2 separate regions of the Muntiacus reevesi genome follow, and region 2 is linked to region 1. A link is a contact called in public Hi-C data. All regions are on one chromosome and are shown on one strand. The core of a region is the stretch at or near the end of the contact, and the rest is flanking DNA. Distances in the headings are between cores, read along the strand shown.

Region 1 (4,802 bases), core at 291-2,790:
GGAAAGCCTCACCGTTTTAAGAGCTTCCTTTACTAACTCATCCTCCAGATTCGCCTGAATGTGAACTGCAAATAGAAGTTCATCACAAAGGTTCAGCTAGTTCTACAGCTCTGTCTCCACACTGAACATCCGCACACCAGTCCCTGCCTTAGTACTTGCAAAGCTCAGCCTCTCAGGTTACAGGACCACATACCCCCCGCCTCCTGCCATCACTTACCATCCACTTCATCCAGGATGAATTCATCAGAGGTGATGTCCAACTCTCCAATCTGCAATGGCTCCTGAAGACCTGGACCACCCCCCTGGAGAGGAACAGGTTAATGGGAAAGGGAAGGAGAACAAAATATAATGGAATAGTCACCAATGCTTCGAGTGGAGAAGAGGGACTTTCACTGGGGAATCACAGGTATAAATACTGAGTTCACAAAATGTCAAAAGTTCCATATTGTCTCAGTCTAATTGGGGCTGATGGATAGGGAATGGGACAAGGAGAACAGGCAACCCACGAAGGGTGAAGGTAACCAAATGAGAAAAATTAGGAGATGCAGAGGGAGACTAGAACTTTCAGGTGAATTTAGGATCTCTAGACTGCTGCTACCTTAAATGTTCTATCACCATCCCTCTGGGGCGCCCCAAGTTTCCTACTTGCCAGGTGCCATATTACATATATTCATTCACCCAATCCTAACCCACAACATATATAGTAGGTCTTAGTTTTTTCTCCTTATAGGTGTGGAAATAAGGGCATAGAGAGGCAAGTTAAACTTGCCCGAAGTCACACAGAGCATACGTGGCAGGGCTTTAATTAGAACCGAAGCAATCTGGTTCCAGAAGCCATGTTCCTAGACTTTATACTGCTTCTCTATTCTGCCCAAACATCTGGAAGTTAACTGAAATTGTGGCCCCAGAGCCAGAGTCTCGGCCATGCTGACCCCCGCTCAGGTTCAGGTCGGATCCCAAGGAGGCGTTTGGAGAGCCAAGCCGGGTAGCATCACTGGTAGCTGCGAGTTCCCACCCTTGTGCCTACACCCAGCCCAGGTCTTCCTGACGTGAGGAGACTGGACAAGACTCTGAAGGAGAAACAGCCCTGCTTCTCACCAGCGGGCCCTCCTCCTCCTCCATATCTGAGGCCCCTGCCCGCAACACCAGCTCGCGAGCAGCGGCCGCCATGGTCGCAGCGGCGGCCATTCCGCGCAGCCTCACTTCCGGCAGCTGTCAGTCAGGCGAATCTTTTCCCCGGAATGGAACTACAGGCCCTGGAGTGTCTTGCACGGCGCGAAATCGCTTCCAGATATTTGTTTGCCTGCAGTCTTCCTGTTTCAGCTGTAACCGCTTCACCCAAGTGCAAATGACAAGTGAAATTCTTAAGCACAATCTTCAAACCGGAACCTTTGTTGCTCGCACACACAAGACCTTTACGAACAGTAAAGAAAACCCGCACCGGAAGTCGTGGCGTCCGATTCAGAATCTTGAAGTTTCCGGAAGCTCCTTGTGCAGATAGCCCCGCCCTTTCCGTCTGACCGCAATATAAGCCTGTTACGTCACTTCCGTTTTCTCTTCCACTGGAGGCCTGCACGCCGCCGCTGGGGCCGCCGCCATGGTAAGAGTGGAATCCTTGCGGGGATCTAGCGACATCGGGACCGGGGCAGGGAAGGTCTTGCTGTCAGAGGGTTGAAAATGTCCTGTCTTGGGGGCCTGCAACTTTCTGGGTGGAGCCTCGGATCGCGCTTCTGGAAAAGGACGACTAAAGACATCGAGTTCTGGGGACTGGGGCCGGAGGAAGTACCTCCCCGGGCGCTAGAACGCTTTGGGCGGGTGTGGGGACCTCGGTCTCCGCCACTGAGAGTGTACTTGGGGAAAGGGCAGGAGACACGCTTCTTACCCCAGGTTGCGTTTTCCCAGGCCTGAACACTTCTCATGTTCCTGTTGTCTGCAGGACTCAGAAGTTTGTTCTGTGGTGAAGACCTGACGGGGGTTTCTTGCTCCCTGTGTGACAAGCTTAGCGTTCGTGTTTGAGGTTACGGTTTGATACTAGTTCACTGTGTCTGATTTCTCCCTCAATCTCTTATCAGTCTCTAGTAATCCCTGAGAAGTTCCAGCACATATTGCGAGTACTCAACACCAACATCGATGGGCGGCGGAAAATTGCCTTTGCCATCACTGCAATTAAGGTAAAGGAGGGTAAGGACTGATGGCTTCATTGGTGGCTCAGAAGGTATAGAATCTGCGTGCAATATGGGAGACCAGGGTTTGATCCTTGGGGTTGGGAAGATCCCCTGGAGAATCTCCTCCAGTATTCTTGCCTGGAGAATTCCATGGACAGGAGCTTGGAGGGGCAACAGTCCATGGGGTCGTACAGAATCAGACACGACTGAGCGACTAACACACAAGCAGGGTAAAGACTAGAAACTATAGATGGAACTTGAGTTGTTAACAACCTGAGCTGAAAGTGAGGCATGGTGAGGGGAGTCCCAACCAGATCGCCTTGTCTGCTAGGTTAAAAAAAAAAGAATGATTAAGAGAGCAACTAGTCCTCTTAACCCCTTGCCCCATTTGTCCCAAAAAGTAAGTGAGAAAAGCCAAAGAGTAGTGTCAGGTCAAACCAAGAGATTTCACCTAGGAAATGGGTAAGTTGGGTAAGTACCTTTGAAGGGTGAGTAGAAATGCCAAGAGATTCCAAGTATGAAGAAACCTATGTCAGTGAAGGCAGGCTTGGATATCTCCCTTAACCAACCTAATAAACTCCTAGCCTTCCAGACGGGGATGTTATCCTTTAAAAAGATTTTTTAATTGTGGAAATGACTGAGTGTGTTCTGCCAGTATGTTTACACTTCTTGGAGCCAAGGATAGGCCTTTCTTGCTTAGAATCCCCAGAAGACATTATGATAAGTATTTTATGAATAATTTGTTTAAAACAGCAAGTCCTCTTCAGCTTTGTGAGATTTGTCACATTTACTTTTTCATTCTGTAATTCAAGGAGCACTGGCTTTCATTCTTAAATAGTACGTTTCATCTTTTTCTGTGAAACTAGTAAGGCAGGGAAAAATACAGTGCAGGCTCACCTCATTTTATGGACCTTTGCAGATAATGTGTTTTTCTGTGGCAGCTCTTCTTAAGACAGTTTTTCAACATTTGCTCACATAGTGTGTGTGTCATATTTTGATGAAATACTTTAAAAGTTTTCACTAGTGTATTTGTTATATGTGATCAGTGACCTTTGTTACTATTGCAAGAAGATTTAGATTTGCTTAAAGTTCAGATGATGGTTAGTACTTCATAGTAATAAAGTATCTTGATTAAGGTATGTATAGGTTTTCTTAAGAGGCTGTTGCTCACTTAATAGATTATGTAACTACATGTGCTGGGAAACCAAAATACCATGTAGCTCTCTTTATTTTTCAGTGTTGTTGGGTGTGGTCTGGAACTGAGCCTGCTGTATCTCTGAGGTTGCTTGTTCTGTTTTTAAAGATTGCTAGCATCTTAGGTCAGATAGTGAAAATAAAAGATGAGCATGGTTGGTAGGATGCTAACTGTGGAAAGTTAGCTTTTGCTGTCTCTTCTCTGGTGAGACAGCCAAAGCTTAGAGGTGCCTGGTCTTTTGTTAATGATCTGGAACGTGGGGTTGAGTAATACTTAGAAATTGGAAGGGAGTTGCTGGGGGTGGCGGCTGAGTAGGAGGAGGGATTCCTCAAAAAATTAAAGGAGCAAAGTTAATTGGGAAAGGTGAGGTATCAAAGGTGACATAAGCAGAAGAGGGTGTTTACTAAGAGGTAACACATCTGCAAGATTTTTCTATGCCATGATCCCTTCTTTTCTTTCCATCTGTACACTTCTGCTATGAATACTCCTTAAGGTTAGACGGTCCTTCCTCTAAATCAGGATGAGAACTGGTCATCTGGATTGTTCGGAAACATGGTTGGAACTAGTCATGATGACTGAACGATACCTACTGGTTCTCAAAATTGGCAAACCAGTATCTAAATAGGGCTTTCAAAAAGCTTGACATCAATTAAAAAAAAAAAAACCTGTTTATCAAAAGTTTTAAACACTAAAAAGTAGGAGGGAGAGAATTATTGGCCCCCTGTTGATGTATTCAAGGGACTCCTGAAAAATCCCTTGGACAGCAGGGAGATCAAACCAGTAAATCTTAAGGGAGGTCAACCCTGAATATTCACTGGAAGGACTGATATTGAAGCTCCAGTATTTTGGTCATCTGATGCTGGGAAAGATTGAGGACAGAAGAAGAGGGCATCAGAGGTGAGATGGCTGGACAGCATCACCGATGCAATGTACATGGAGTTGGGCAGATTGTGGGAGATGGGGGACAGGGAGGCCTAGTGTGCTACAGCCCACAGGGTCACAAAGAGCTGGACACTACTGGGTGCCTGAACAACACTCAATGTATCATCCAGCTAAAAACTAGAATCTTGTTTTATCTTTACTTTTCTCTACCCGCTTGTTTTTTTACAGTGAGTCTCAGACGTACCGCCTGTAAATGCTTAGGTTCTGAGACACTTAGATCTTCGCCTCATCTCAATCAATCTGGTAATTTGACCTCCGGGTCACTTTCTTTCAGAGAGGAAATCCAATTTCCTGGGACCTTTGTAACAGATTTGTTGGCTTAAAACCACAGAAACTTAATCTCTCAGTTCTGTATGCCAAACATCCTTGGTTTCCTTGTCTTGGCAGCTGCATCACTCTAGTGTCTCACCTTATCACATGGCCTTCTTGCCTGTCTGTTCTCTCCTTTTATGAGAATACCAGTCATTGAATTTAACTATTTCTAACCAAAGCCATGTTTT
Region 2 (4,418 bases), core at 855-3,354, 130 kb after region 1:
CCGTCCGGGTCCTTGCTCGCAGAGTGCGGCCTGATGGCTCTGTGCAGTACCTGGTTGAGTGGGGAGGTGGGGGCATCTTCTGAACAGCCTGCCTCTGCCCAACTGCCCACTGACACACACCGGCACTTTCATACCCTGACCTCTGACCTCACCTACAGCTGGGATGTACCTGGGGCACTAGGGGGGTACTTCCCGCCACTCTCCAGGCTGGAATCCAGGTTGGGGGTTGGGGAAGAGGCTTGCTCTCCTCTACTCCCTTCACGGTTCCTGACCCTTCCCCCCAACCATTCCCTCATTTCCTTTGATGTTATTTTGTTACAGCTTTTTAAATATTTTTTAAAATTATTTAACCCCTGGGGATGGAGACTGAGGAGGGGAGGAGAACAGATCCTGGGCTCTGTATCATTGAAATAAAGATAAATAAACAAACTTAGCAGCCCCGAGTCATTCTAAAAAATGAGAAGAAAGGGACTAGAAGCACTTCTGATCTTCCCAACCAAATTCACTTTTTGACAAGGAAAATGGAAGAACTAAAAATGGGATTTATTAAGAGTCCAGTCATCACAAGGTAGCATTGAAATTTATGAGGGAAACCCTGGCAGAAACGAAGGTTCATCCCAGTGGCGCTGCGCTGGAGTCAGGAACTGACTCTGTAACCTGGCGCACCCACTGCAGGTATGGGGAGTTCCCCTGCTCCACAGGCAATGCAATCACCTCGGCCACTTCATAAGGGTGCACAGACCTGTGGGAACAATGGGGGATCAGACTTACCCAAAGGAGTTCATCCCCTCAGACTGCCCAGGAAGGCTCACCCCACAGGATACACCCTCACCTCTACCCATGTCAAAGTTCTCACCGAACAAAATCTGTCAGAGCTGGAACCAAGGAACTTTGGGTTTTGATCATCTGAGGGGTGAAGACAAACATGGCTGAATCGAGGGGGTGAAGTTGATTTCAGGATCTCGGATGAGGGATAGGGGTCAAAGTAAATGGTCAGGGAATTAAGTTTTTGTCGGGTAGGAAACATTTCTCACCATCAGCACTTCACTGTCCTCTTCAATCTTTCCTTTCCACTCATAGCTGAAAAGGTCAGGGAGAGAGTGTTGTGTGAACAAAGATTTCCCTCAAGGTAAAAGACTGCCAGTCAGCCCTTTGAGTTAGGTTAACCCCCCAAACCCTAATTAACTCACATGGATGTAATCTGAGGGACGAGGTTGACGCAGGCTGCTAGGCGCTTCTCCACCACAGCCCTGAAGATGAAAAGAGCACCATTTAAAGGCCCCATGACCCGGATTTTTGCACTGGCAGCCCAGAGACAGTCGGAAGCAGCGGGAGATGCTACCCCAACTCTCCCTTCATAAGCACTTTTCCTCGCTTCACACTTAAGTCCCCACCTGGCGATCTCCTTGGCGACCTTCTCGTTGGGGCAGGTGACAAAGGCCGCAGAGACCGAGCCGGGGACATAGGCGGAGCCCGAGGCCGACGAGGGCTGGGTCGGGGGACTTCCTGAAGCCATGGACAGCAGGGCTCGGGGTAGCAACAGAAGGCGGGAGGCTACAGGCAGCAGTGTCGGCATCCAAAGAAGCGACAGGAGCAGAGCGGCCTGAGAGCAGGAGGTGAATTCGGTGTCTCATAAATACCCCAAGAAATTGCACCCCGGGAACACTTCGCTTGGATAGACACTCAGGCCCTCCCTCTTCTGCATCCCGAAGGAAAACATTCCTGAAACCAAGAGAAGCTTGGAAAATTTAAGGCAAAGACTCGGTTTTCACTCTCTCCTCGGAGGCCAACCTCTGGGTTTTGGGGTACGGGTCATGGGCGAAGCTTCGAGGACCGGAAGGGGCGGGGCCGGTCACTCACCCCTCCGCCGAGCAGGAATGCGGGAGCCCGACCCCGCCTCATGCAGCCTATGCTGGTAGAGGAGGGTTGAATATCAGAGACCACACGTTACGCGGAGAAAGAACCCCAAAGCCAGGAAGAGCGGCCTCTTACCTGGGCAGCAGCCACGTGATAAGAAAACAGCGCAGACCACGTGACAGTAGAAGCCGGACTACCCTAACCTCCAGAGCCGGCCAATCCTTGCCCCCACGTGGCCCGATTTGTCCCGCCTCCGGGGGCGGGAGGGGCGAAGAAGGATCCAACCAATCAACACCCGGCTCTGCAGACGTGCACGGAAGTGGAGCGCCCGTTTCCGTGTAAACCGGAAACGGCCAATTGCTGGCTGAGGAGAGCCGCAGCGGCGTTCCACTGTCACGTGAGGGGGCGGGTCTCCTCAGGCCGTGGTACCTCAATGAACTACGCGAAGAGACCAATCGTGGGGCAGCCCCGCAGGCCACATGATGAGAGCCCAGGCGCTGGGAAAGGGGGGCTGGAGACCCCGCAGAGTCGATGCGTCAGGTTGTGGAGTGGGGGCTCATCCTTAAACCCCGGAATGTGCCTAGTAGCAGCCCCTATACTGTTCCTGAGGTCTTAAGGAGTGACAGGGTCTTAGGAGATTGAACCTCGGGGAGTGAGGGGGAGGTGAAGAGAGCGCCCCCTGCCATTTTGATTAGGACTGACAGATTCTTGAGTTGGGGAATGCTCAAGTATAATCTGAGAAACCAACTGTCTCTGGTTATAGGGGGAAGTGATTAGGCAGGCAGGGTATGGCAAGACCACGGCTAGGTGGAAAGATGTATTTTAAAAGAACGGAGTAAGACCCTGTAAGTGGGATAAACTGATTAAAATGGGGGCGCCTCAGCCTTAACCGAAGCCCCAAAACTGCATACAGACTTGTGAATCGATAGAGGTCGTGGGGGAGAGGAGGACCGCAGGTTGGGGGTATGAAGAAGACACCAGGAAGTAGTGATGGATCTTTTGTCCCTTACCCCCTTCCTATTTCACTCTCTGGGTCAGGTCTACCTCTCAGCCTTGGGTCTCCTTCCCTTAACCCATCCCCCTAGGAGCCAGGACCTGCCCTACATAACTTCCCTGGGGCCCAAGCACATCCTGTGACCCAAAAATGGAGGGGCCAATGAGAGGAGAAATAGGTGGGAGGAGGCAGGGAGAAAAAGGCTCTGCCACTTTCCCTACCCAGTATTCCCCCTCCATCCTGGGTCTGGGGTCTCTGGTCTGCTGGGTAGGTATAACTGGGCCTTTCCCAGGCTGAGTTCTCTCATACCTACCACTCTGGGGTTGGAGGTCTCCCTGAGATCTCTGTCTTTGGAGTTTGTCTCTGAGGGATCTCTATGGGGTCTTTTGGTATTTGTGTCTTTTTTAGGACTGAGTGTCCTTGTTTTTTGTTTGGGGGGGGGAGGTTTCTGGGTCTGCAGTCACCCTCTCTGAGGTATTAAAAATTCTTTTTTTATGTATTTGGGATCCCTGAGTTCATCTCTGGGCTAGCAGGGTGTCTCTTCTGCCCCTCACCCCCCCCCCCCCCCCCCAACCAAGGTCTGGAGTTCCTTTGTCTTTGAGTTATCAGCCTCTGAATCTGCAGTTTCTTTTCTCTGAGATCTAAGTCTGGGGTCTCTGATATCTCTCAGTGGGTCTGAGTTCTCAAAGACCTAATTTCAGGTCTGGATTCTTTATGAATCTGGTCTCATCTTTTCCTTTGAGTCTAGGTCTTAGATCTCAGTCCCTGAAATTACTGTTTAAGTCTGGTGTCTTAAGATTTCTGTGGCTATGAAGAACCTTTTTGAGACTGAATGCTCAGATTTTGACCTTTGACCCATCTTGGGAGGGTGGTCTGGGGTCTGTTTTCTGAGATTGGGGCCTCTTTTCCTCTAGACTTAGGGTTTGCGCCTCAGATTATCCCCTGCGCCACCCCCCCCCCCCCCCCCCGCCCACCTCCGGGTGGCAAGGTATCTTTGTGGGTCTGGAGACTCCCGAAATCAGGGTCTGGGGGCTGCATCTTTAGAACCGCTCTCTTTCTTGAGTCTCTTTCTCTCTGTTTTGAGTCGGGGTCTCTGCCTCCCTGGTTCTCACTGAGTAGGGGTGGGGGCTGCAGGGACTCTCTCTCCTCCTCCTCCTGCTCTCCTCTCGCTCGCTCCCCCGCCCCCCTCTCTCTCTCTCTCTCTCCCGGCTGCCGCTGCTGTCGTTGGCTCCTCTTCTCCTCCTCCTCCTCTCTCTCCTCCTCTCTGCCTCTCTCCGCTCCTCTCTCCTCCTCTCTCCTCCTCCTCCTCCACCTCCTCCTCCTTCTCCCCCTCTCTCTCCCCCTCTTTCTCTCTTCTCTTTCTCCCCCGGCCCCCCCCCGCCCCCTCCCCCCCAGGCCTGATGAGCAGGTCTCGCGCCTCCATCCATCGGGGGAGCATCCCCGCGATGTCCTATGCCCCCTTCAGAGGTACGGTGGTGAGGGGAGGGGGAGCACCAGTTGGGGGGGAGAAGGGGGGAGGGGCGGGGTGGGGGGGGTGGGCAGAGCTGGGGCCAGGGAGGGGAGCAGC

What was found. Hi-C and Micro-C count contacts between places; a contact is called where the count stands out from the background.
Region 2: a contact with region 1 is called in a Hi-C map of blood, with 4 times the contacts expected there. The contact joins the promoter of CUTA here to the promoter of RPS18 in region 1. A contact is called at or near these places in 2 of 3 Hi-C or Micro-C datasets (blood and muscle).

Annotation. Positions count from the first base shown.
Region 1 is chr20:9,561,433-9,566,234 of mMunRee1.1, forward strand. It overlaps RPS18 (ribosomal protein S18), which reads left to right and starts at 1,541. Exons shown (of 6, transcript XM_065912967.1): 1 at 1,541-1,600; 2 at 2,073-2,171. The coding sequence starts at 1,598. It overlaps VPS52 (VPS52 subunit of GARP complex), which reads right to left and starts at 1,409. Exons shown (of 20, transcript XM_065912998.1): 1 at 1,099-1,409; 2 at 218-302; 3 at 13-65. The coding sequence starts at 1,188.
Region 2 is chr20:9,692,669-9,697,086 of mMunRee1.1, forward strand. It overlaps CUTA (cutA divalent cation tolerance homolog), which reads right to left and starts at 2,105. Exons shown (of 6, transcript XM_065912529.1): 1 at 1,993-2,105; 2 at 1,395-1,603; 3 at 1,191-1,250; 4 at 1,035-1,080; 5 at 857-906; 6 at 523-742. The coding sequence starts at 1,576. The coding sequence ends at 613. PHF1 (PHD finger protein 1) reads left to right here. Exons shown (of 15, transcript XM_065913006.1): 15 at 1-429. The coding sequence ends at 83. It overlaps SYNGAP1 (synaptic Ras GTPase activating protein 1), which reads left to right and starts at 4,252. Exons shown (of 19, transcript XM_065912599.1): 1 at 4,252-4,318. The coding sequence starts at 4,252.